Linked DNA regions of Mus musculus: region 1 is linked to region 2. Evidence: chromatin contacts called from public HiCAR-type data. All regions are on one chromosome and are shown on one strand. The core of a region is the stretch at or near the end of the contact, and the rest is flanking DNA. Distances in the headings are between cores, read along the strand shown. Region 1 has its middle 11 kb from the start of Gm41359. Region 2 overlaps Tmem184b (transmembrane protein 184b).

What was found. HiCAR-type assays count read pairs that join an accessible place to other places.
Region 1: a HiCAR-type map of PVALB interneurons shows a contact between it and region 2, with 2.4 times the contacts expected there. The contact joins two enhancer-like sites. A contact is called at or near these places in 17 of 39 promoter capture datasets (the 3T3-L1 cell line, 3T3-L1-derived adipocytes, the C10 cell line and 10 more), 4 of 15 datasets of contacts at CTCF or cohesin (the NIH/3T3 cell line, embryonic stem cells, large pre-B cells and 1 more), 80 of 484 Hi-C or Micro-C datasets (the AML12 cell line, B cells, the Ba/F3 cell line and 47 more), 14 of 115 datasets of contacts at active chromatin or transcription factors (the HPC-7 cell line, PVALB interneurons, astrocytes and 8 more) and 3 of 9 other capture datasets (adipose tissue, liver and pancreatic islet).

The regions. Positions count from the first base shown.
Region 1 is chr15:79,475,062-79,479,294 of GRCm38.p6, reverse strand. No RefSeq gene overlaps it. Among named protein-coding and RNA genes, the nearest start is that of Gm41359, 11 kb to the right of the region's middle. Within about 2 kb of position 1,809, at least 3 of the 459 cell types and tissues checked have an H3K27ac peak or open chromatin away from gene starts, as enhancers often do. A contact at or near this core is called in PVALB interneurons, where this site is marked.
Region 2 is chr15:79,386,254-79,391,099 of GRCm38.p6, reverse strand. The region is part of intron 1 of Tmem184b (transmembrane protein 184b); the gene reads left to right. Among named protein-coding and RNA genes, the nearest start is that of Gm52190, 10 kb to the right of the region's middle. Within about 2 kb of position 2,694, at least 49 of the 459 cell types and tissues checked have an H3K27ac peak or open chromatin away from gene starts, as enhancers often do. A contact at or near this core is called in PVALB interneurons, where this site is marked.

The DNA of each region.
Region 1 (4,233 bases), core at 560-3,059, 89 kb before region 2:
AATGTCAGATGGAGGAGCCAGAGCCTTTTCTTGCAGGCAGCAGGAGCACGGCAGGCAGCCTGGGAGCAGAAGTAGGAAGGAGGGTGGACTCCAGGAAGCTTTGCTCTGGTGGCTGAGTGGGCTGACGTGGGGTGGGCGATGAGAGCTCACAGACCCTTGTCAATCCTCAAGTCTCAAGGCCCCCGAAGGAAGCCGGAGGAGACAGCGGGAAAGGGAGGGGGCAGCCTGGGGCTGAGGACCTGTCAAGCCTGCGAGAAGTCTCAGGGTGGGCAGTGGGGAAGCAGACAGGTTAATGACAGGGAGTAGAAGGGATGGACAGATTCCAGTCCCTTCTGACAGGTGAGGGGAGGCAGGGCATGGGCAATGGGGCTCACAGAGGAGAAAAGGAAAGGGGCTATTTATGGCCTGGGCCCTGTCGGGAAGGCGTGGACAAGGAGGCTTTCCCTTCCTCGTTGGGCTTTGCCACACACTGGTGGCTGGCAGAGGATGCAGGCTGAGGACCAAAGATGCTAGGTCTACTAAGGGGTCCTGGGAGAAGGGGAGGTGACAGTGAGTGACAGGGGTGGGTGGGGAGGTAGGGAGCTGGAGATGAAGCAGAGACTCTAGCAATATTGTCACAGCTCCAAGCTCTGGGCTCGCAGCATCTCAGCCTATGGTCATGACATGATTTGCAGCCAGAACATTCCTCCAAAGGTCCCTCTGGTTAAAGGCTTTGCTGCCAGTGTGTGACAGTGTTGAGAGAGAGGTGGTAGAACCTTCAGGAGTCAGGTCACCTGGAGGTGGGTCATCGGGAGGTCCTCAGGGGTAGGCTCTTGAAAGCTACCCTGAGGTAGAACCTTTGCTGAGTGTGTGCACACCGTCTGATGCCCAGAGACCTAAAAGGAGCTTACTATGGGGGAGAACCTTGAAAACCAAGAGCCAAAATCTACCCTTCAGGCTGAGGCCGTGGCTAAGATGGTAGAGTGCTTGTCTGAGACACAAAGGTCCCAGGTACAATTCCCTGTGCCAGACCAGGTGGGGTGGTACCCACTTGTAATCCCAGCACTTGAGAGGTGGGAGCAGGAAGGTCCAGCGTTTTTTTTTTGTTTGTTTGTTTGTTTTGTTTTGTTTTGATTTGATTTTTAAAGATTTTATTTATTATTATATGTAAGTACACTGTAGCTGTCTTCAGACACATCAGAAGAGGGCATCAGATCTCATTACGGATGGTTGTGAGCCACCATGTGGTTGCTGGGATTTGAACTCAGGACCTCTGGAAGAGCAGTCAATGCTCTTAACCGCTGAGCCATCTCTCCAGCCCAGGGGCCAGCGTTTAAGGTTATTTTTAACTACAGGAGTCATTTGAAGATGGTTTGAGCTGCGTGAAGTCCTGTTTCTACCCATCCCATCACCCCCCCCCAAACCCATCTCAAAATACACCTCTCCCCCTATTTAGTTAATTTTAAAGGGGATTTTGTCACAGAGATAGAACACTGAAGGCAACTCCAGACCCAGCCACATTGCCCAAGGTGAGCTGACCATCACTGGGGCTGTTCTGAGTGGTGGTGTGAGCTGCAATCAGGAAGAAACACTAGTCTTATTCAGAGTCCTGAAGGGTCTAGCTGAAGCCCGTGGAAACCTGGGGAGACAGTTGGCGTGGCGGGGGGAGGGGAGAGACAGTGAACCTGGCAGGGAGCCAAGGAAGGAAGATGAGAGTTGGAGGGGACACACAAAGGTCCATTCTGTGTGACCTTGCCAGAGGTCTCATAGAACCTGGAAGCTGGGGACAGTTCTGCTGGGTTGTATGGAGGCAGGCGAACCTCTCCACAGCTGGCGGAGGAGGCACTGCTCGCTGATCTGCAGGAGGAGGACATGAGGACTGCCACCTTGGGGCTGCTCTGAGTGGCCAGATGAAGCACTCAGCCCAGCTAATGGCTGTTATTTTTATCCCCGGCCTTCAAAACTCACCTCTCAATTGAGGTCCAGGGTCGACTCTGGCAGACTACCCAACAACCGCAAAGGCTCTTTTCCAGTCCTTTTCTGCAGTGACTGGCTCCTGCCTGGAGAGAGCCTGGTACTCAGTCTGCCTGGTGAAGACCAGGCCCAGCCACCTCAGGGGCATCTGGAGACCCTCAGCTGCCAGTCGTCCACATGGAAGCCCCCCGCAGCTCAACTTCAGGAGTGGTTTGCCTCAGTTTCCTCTCCTGCCTCAGAGGGCCACAGAACGATCCCTCAGTCTCCTTCCAGGGAAAGTTCACCCACCAAAGTGTTTAGTAGTCAGGAAAGTATGGCAGGCTAGGTAGGGGGCAGGAAGGGAGAAGGACAATATTGGGGCTATCCCTTTGCCCAGCCCAGCCCAGGGGTGGTCTCTGGGACCTGGGGCTGGCTAGCCCTCTCTGAGGAGGTCCAGAGGGGGGTTGGGCAGTAAAGAGGCTGGAATTTAGCAAGGCTGTGAGTACAACCCTGTTGAGAGCGCCTGTGTTTGCAAAGTGCATTCTGCCCTGTGCTGATCCCATGTTGCTGTATGAGAGGTGAGGTCCTGTGACTACTGCAACCTTAGCCCAGTTCATAGTTGCTCTCACAGGAAGGTGCCATGCATGGAAGATACCTACTGATTTTAAAGACTCAGTATTAAAAATAAACGGCTCTCTCTCTCTCTCTTTCTCTCTCTCTCTCTCTCTCTCTCACACACACACACACACACACACACACACACACACACACACACACACACACACACACGGGGATGTGTCTCAATGGTGGAATGCTTGCAGGGCATTGGTGAAGTCTTGTGTTCTCATTTGCTTCCTGTCACTGTGATCAAATGCTCTAACCAAGCAGTGGTGGTGAATGCCTTTAATCACAGCAGAGGTGGATGCATCTCTGTGAGTTCAAGGCCAGCCTGATTTACAGAGCAAGCTCCAAGATAGCCAAAGCTACACAAGGAAACCCTATCTCAAAAACAAAACAAAGTAAGCGAGCAAACAAACACATAATACTTTGGGGGCTGGGGAGATAGCTCAGCAGTTAAGACCACTGACTGCTCTTCCGAAGGTCCTGAGTTCAAATCCCAGCAACCACATGGTGGCTCACAACCATCCTTAACGAGATCTGACACCCTCTTCTGGTCTAAAGACAGCTACAGTGTACTTACATATAATAATAAATAAATCTTTTGGTTTTTTGGGGGGGGGTGTTTCTGGGTGTTTGTTTGTTTGTTTTTGTTTTTTGAGACAGGGTTTCTCTGTGTAGCCCTGGCTGTCCTGGAACTCACTCTGTAGAGCAGGCTGGCCTCAAACTCAGAAATCCACCTGCCTCTGCCTCCCATGTGCTGGGATTAAAGGCATATGCCATCACGCTCAGCTAAATAAATCTTTAGCAAAGCAAAACACCAAAACAATACTTTGATTAACAGTAAGTAGGAGAGGAAAGGATTTCTTTCACCTTACAATTCTGGGCAATCGACTACCATCTCAGGAGGCCTGAACAACACTTAAGGCAGGAACCTGAGCCCAGGAACGGAAGCAGAGACTATGAAGATGCTGCTCACTGACTTGCACCTAGGCTCACTCAGCCACAACCTGCCTAGGGATGACACCGCCCACAGTGGGCTAGAGTTTCCCATGGCAACCATTAATCAAGAAAGTGCCCCCACGACCAAGCTGATGAAGCTTTCTGTTTCTGGGTGACTCCAGTATGTGTCAAGTTTACAAGACTAATCAGCACACCTGGGTTTAATTCCCAGTGCCCTCCCCACTGCAGCATCAGATCCTATCTGCTCCTAAAGTTGGTCAGGTGTCCGATTTCTTTAAAGGACACATGTTCATACAAAGCACAAAGAACATAGCTTCAACAAACAAATCTCAAGGAAAATAAGAGGTGGAGGGGGGACCGTGGGGCTGGAGGGGACTTGGTTATCTTCTCATTGTCCTCACTCATCCCCACCCTCTTGTGTCCCTTCCTCCTACTAATAAGTCCCCGTCTTACCTTAATGTCTGTATGTGCTCCACCTCATTTAACCAGGCTGCTTGCTTGGTGCTGTTTATTTACCTGAGAAAGGCAGTGGTTTCACCATGCTGGGATACTATGTAGTTGGTGGAACATGATGATGATGACCCATCATAGCCTCTGGGCTTCTTCTACATTCCAAAGTGAACAGAGGTTACTAAAAGATGACATCAGGGGATGGAGAGATGGCTCAGCAGTTAAGAGCACTGACTGCTCTTCTGAAGGTCCTGAGTTCAATTCCCAGCA
Region 2 (4,846 bases), core at 1,445-3,944:
GCTACACACACATAGTACACACATACATACCATGCTACACACACACACCAAGCATGCATATAGCATATTCACACACACATCACATATACACATATGCATATATATATCTATCACACATATACCGTAGACACACCATACACATTACATAAATACCCCGTATATACCACACACAAACATCATACACACATATACCATATACAAGCATGCACACTGCACACACCCACAAGATTAAAGAGAATCAGAGACCAGAAGTAGGGCCAGCCTGGGCTCAGCGGCTGGTGGGAATGTGATACCCCACCACACCCCTCTGTGATGGGAGGATGCATTTGTGTGAGACCAGTAATAGTGATGGCAGCAGCAGCGTGCAGTACTTGAGTCTTGTTTTTTCCTGGAAGCGCCTCTGGCTTGGGCGTGGCTGTGTGCCCTTTGTGCCAAGCAGAGAGAGGTTGCATAATTTGTCTCTGACACACAGCTAGAGTGGCAGAGCTTGGAGTCAGGTGTTGGTGACGTGGCTCCAGGGCTCAAGGTTGAAGAAAGGCCAGGCAGTGTGGGGAGGGCAGTGTGAGGATTGCAGAGTGGGAGGGCAGAGTAGGGAGGGCAGTGTGAGGGGACAGTGTGGGGAGGGCAGTGTGAGGAGGCTGTCCTCACAGAGGGACAGCGGCCTGTCTTCCCAGAGGAGGCTGCAGACATGGTGTGTGTTGGAGGAGGGGAAGTTTACTGAGTGGGTTCCTGGGTTTGACACAGTTCATTTCCTAGGGCCTGGTTGAAATGTGTTCCAGACTCGCCTTCCCACTTCCCTCCGATGCCATGTTCTCAAGTCCCTTCTGGGTCACATTCCACTCCCTTGACCCTCTGGTGTAAGGTGGAGAGCATAGTGTATTGGCTACCCCCTGTTTTGAGAGCTGGGTTACCCCAAGCTTGTTTCCTTCTTTCCCATTAGCCACAGGCCTGAGGCTCAACATGAGCCCTGTCCTTTGTCATGGTGGCCACCGGAGGGTCTCTGCCCAGAGCACTCATCTGTCTGGGTGCTCTGACCAGTTAAGTCTCCTTTGCATGTGGCCAAGGCCTTTATGAGCTGCATAGTATCTGTCACAAGTGGCCTGTTCAACTGCTCCTGAGTGAGGCCTTGTTGGCACAAGCCTACCGAAACATCAGGAGGGCACAGGCTGGCTCCACACCATTGTCCATGCCATGCCCATGTCCCCAAATCAGTGTTCAGCAGATACATTCCAGCCTCGTGTCACTGTCATCCAGCCAGATAGCATGATAGTGGAAAAGGCCGTGAGAGAAAAGACTGTGGATCTGACAGAAGGTGGCCATGTGTAGGCAGTAGGGGACAGGGCAGAACATTCCAGTCCCCAAAGCAGGTGCCCTGAAACATGAACTTTGACCTCCAGAAGTTTACAGTGTTGTCATGGAGAAATCAGGTGTGAGCCCACCTGTGGTGAGTGTCTCTAACTCAGGGAACTTCCTTATTCTGACAGTGACTCTCCCCTTGCTTGAGTGACAGCTGGTGACAGAGTCTGTTTTCATAAACTTGCCTTCATGGTGCTGTGCCTCTCCACCCCTGTAATAGTCCATTGCTCTACTTGGTGTGGCCTTCTCAGGCTAGAAGACGGTGGATGTAATCCAGCTTCCATCCTTTGCTCTCTCCATACCTCCTTCCAGCAGAACACTCCTGCTCAAGCCAAGCCGCAAAGTGTCAGCAGTGCGGAGGGTCCAGATGACAGAGCCCACAGAGCGTGCTGGGTGGCTACAAGGCCAGGCTCTGCATTGCTCAGTAGCTCGCAGTTGCCTCTTCCCATGTCCCTACTCTGTGCCTGGCATCATGGACCTAGAGAATGTGGGAAACAGGAATGCTGAGCTGAGCACTGCCAGGTTCTGCTGGAGTGGGTGGGGCCCAAGGTGGTGGTGATGTTTTTGGTGAGGTGAGAGTTAGTGGTCTTGTTACCATAACGATCAGGACAGAGGAGAAGCACCTGGGCACTCAGATATGTGCTCACCTCACACGTGTAGGGTGACAGGGCTTCTGCTGTTGAGGCTCAGACAGGAGGCCAGAGGCCTTGGTCACTGGGGAGTCCACTCCTGTCAGTGCTGAGTAGTTTGGGGGGAATGTTGTAAGTGTGGAAGTCAGTCCTTGTGTTGCAAAGCCTCCCTAGCCATGTTCCTTCTCCACCACAGGAGACTCCAGATCTTGCAGAAACCCCAGAAATTCCTCCTTAGTCAGCAGCAGACTCATTTTGCAGCCAAAATCTGACCTGAATTGATGTGAGACTAATTATAACCTTTAAAGGTTTTACCGAGGCAAGTGAGCTACATTTTTCTCTATGGGAGTGCTATGCATGGGAGGTTTGGGGGGTTGCCTAGACCCCTGTGTGAATGCCAGACCATATGCAGTACTATAATCTATTTATTTACTTACTTACGCATTTAATTTTGTTGAAACAATCTTACACACCCCAGGCTGGCCTCAGCTCACTGTGTAGCCAACGCTAGTCTTAAACTTCTAAGCCTTCTATGGGATTACAGACATGAGCCCCCACATCTGGTTTATATAGTACTAGGAATGGAACTTAGGGTGCTGTTCTAAGCAACAGTTCTACCCACGGAGCCACGTTTCTAGCCCTACACTGTACCTTTTGAAAGTGTGCACACTTCTGGTTGCTAACCTTGTGCCTCAGAGGCCATGGCAACAGGACAGTACACGCCTTTGCTCTGCTCCCAAGATAAACACCAGCTCACCTGTTCAGGTCCAGCTCGGTAAGGTTCAGACTCTAGCTCTACCACCTGACTCAGGGTCGGGGACAAAGTGCCAGCTTGAGACCTGGCCTCTTCAGAGTTGTCAGGCAAACGGTGGGAGGTGGGGTGACAGCACTTAAGGCAGGTGGGCCACTGGGGAGCCAAGCAAGTGCTTGGCTTTACTGTCTGCATGATCTGAAGCCTGGGGCTGGGGGCTGGAGGCTAAGGGACTGTGCTGGGATCAGTTAGTACAGAGACTGCAGAAAGACAAGGCGTCAGTGGCCGTTGGCTAGCTGTACTATTGATTACACACCTTTAATAGCAGTCGAACCCCCAAACTTGCCATACTTTTTAATCCCAGCACTGGGGACGGAGAGGAGACCTGGTCTAAAAACAAAACAAGCAAAAACCAAACTAGGGCTTTAAGATAGCTCAGTGGGTAGAGACCTTTCTGTTGCAATCATAAGGACCTGTGTTTGGCTCCCCAGCACATTGTAAATAAAAAGCCAGATGTGGCCTTGCATATCGGTAACCCAGCTTGCTGTCATTCTAGCCAGAAAATAGTGAGCCCCAGGTTCAGCAAGGGACCTGTCCCAAGAGAGAAAGGCCAAGAGCGACAGAGGATACCTGACAGCCTCGTCTGGTCTCCGCCCACGTGCACATGGTGCACACTTACGGCACATGTACACAGATAAACAAACACCAGGACTTTTGAGTGTGGGTTTTGGTGTACTGGTAAGATTTTGCAAAATCACCCTTCCTGTTACCCTTTATCTGTAAGATCCATTCCACATAGAGGTCAGAGGGCAAGCTGATGTCATGAGCCTTAAAGTTGGAGTCATTGATAGCACAGGCCTTCTGGCTTCCTTGGCTGGCGTGTTCAGGGTGGGCGAGCTTTGGCGCTGTGGAGGGAGCATCTGGAAGGCCCGACCCTGCCTTCCCTGATAGAGCTCCCTGCCCATGCCCCTGTGGCAGCGCAGGCCACAGCAGGGGCCAGGGCTTCTGCCTTGGCTCACAGTCAGTGTTCCACTCACTGATCCGTCTCAGCCACTGACTGTACAAAGGAGCTGTCAGAATTAGCTGGTACATTTCCATTGCCTCTGTCAGTCAGATGCTTCTTATAAACCAAACAGGCATTTGCCCCAGAGTCTCTAACATGGGCATGCAGAACACTCAGAGTCACTGGGAATTTGTTTGTTTGGTTGTTTGTTTGTTTGGTTTTTGGTTTTTGGTTTTTCGAGACAGGGTTTCTCTGTGTAGCCCTGGCTGTCCTGGAACTCACGCTGTAGACCAGGCTGGCCTCAAACTCAGAAATCCGCCTGCCTCTGCCTCCTGAGTGCTGGGATTAAAGGCGTGCGCCACTACACCCTGCTGAATTTTTTATTTTTAATCAGCTAAAAAAAATTCTATTTCATAGTATCTTTGGAGTATCTTTGAGATTTTTTTTTTCAATTGATGCCAGATAACACTGTTTTTGGTCCCAAAGCCCTGCATAGAGCCTTCCTCGATTGATGTTTCTGAGGGTGTCATCGGGAGCGCCTTTCAAACAGCAGCACTGTCCTGTGAAGGAATGTCACAAAGGCATCTGAGGACATTTTGAAGGCAGTCCTAGGAAGCTTGCATAGAGGCAGTGTAGAGCTAGTTCCAATGTCTAGGACGGAAGCGCCTGGCACTGAGGCCAGCCTCAGTTTTCCCTTCCCGGGTTTTGCCACTCAGATGCTTTTCTGCAAGATAGGGAGACAGTCTCTCCTTTGGGCCTTGGCTCGGTCACTGGGTCTCAGCTTTGGCGGAGGTTTTGATATTCTGCCTTCATTATGGAAGTTTGATGATGGACGGCTCCTTACGTGCTGACGAGCCGTCCCTCCCTCACCCTACACTGGGTTTCTGTATGACCGACCTCACTCACCTTTCTCTCTTCCCTTAAAAAGCACCCCAAGCTGGATGCTGGGCTTAGGCTCTGAGATGCTGCTCAGGAAGATTTTTTTTCTTCCTTCTTGAGATAGAATCTCATAGAGCCCAGTCTGGCCTTGAACTTGCTTTGTAGCAGGAGATGATGTTGAACCCTGTTTTCAATTCTCTGGGGTGCTGAGAGCCAAACCTAGGGCTT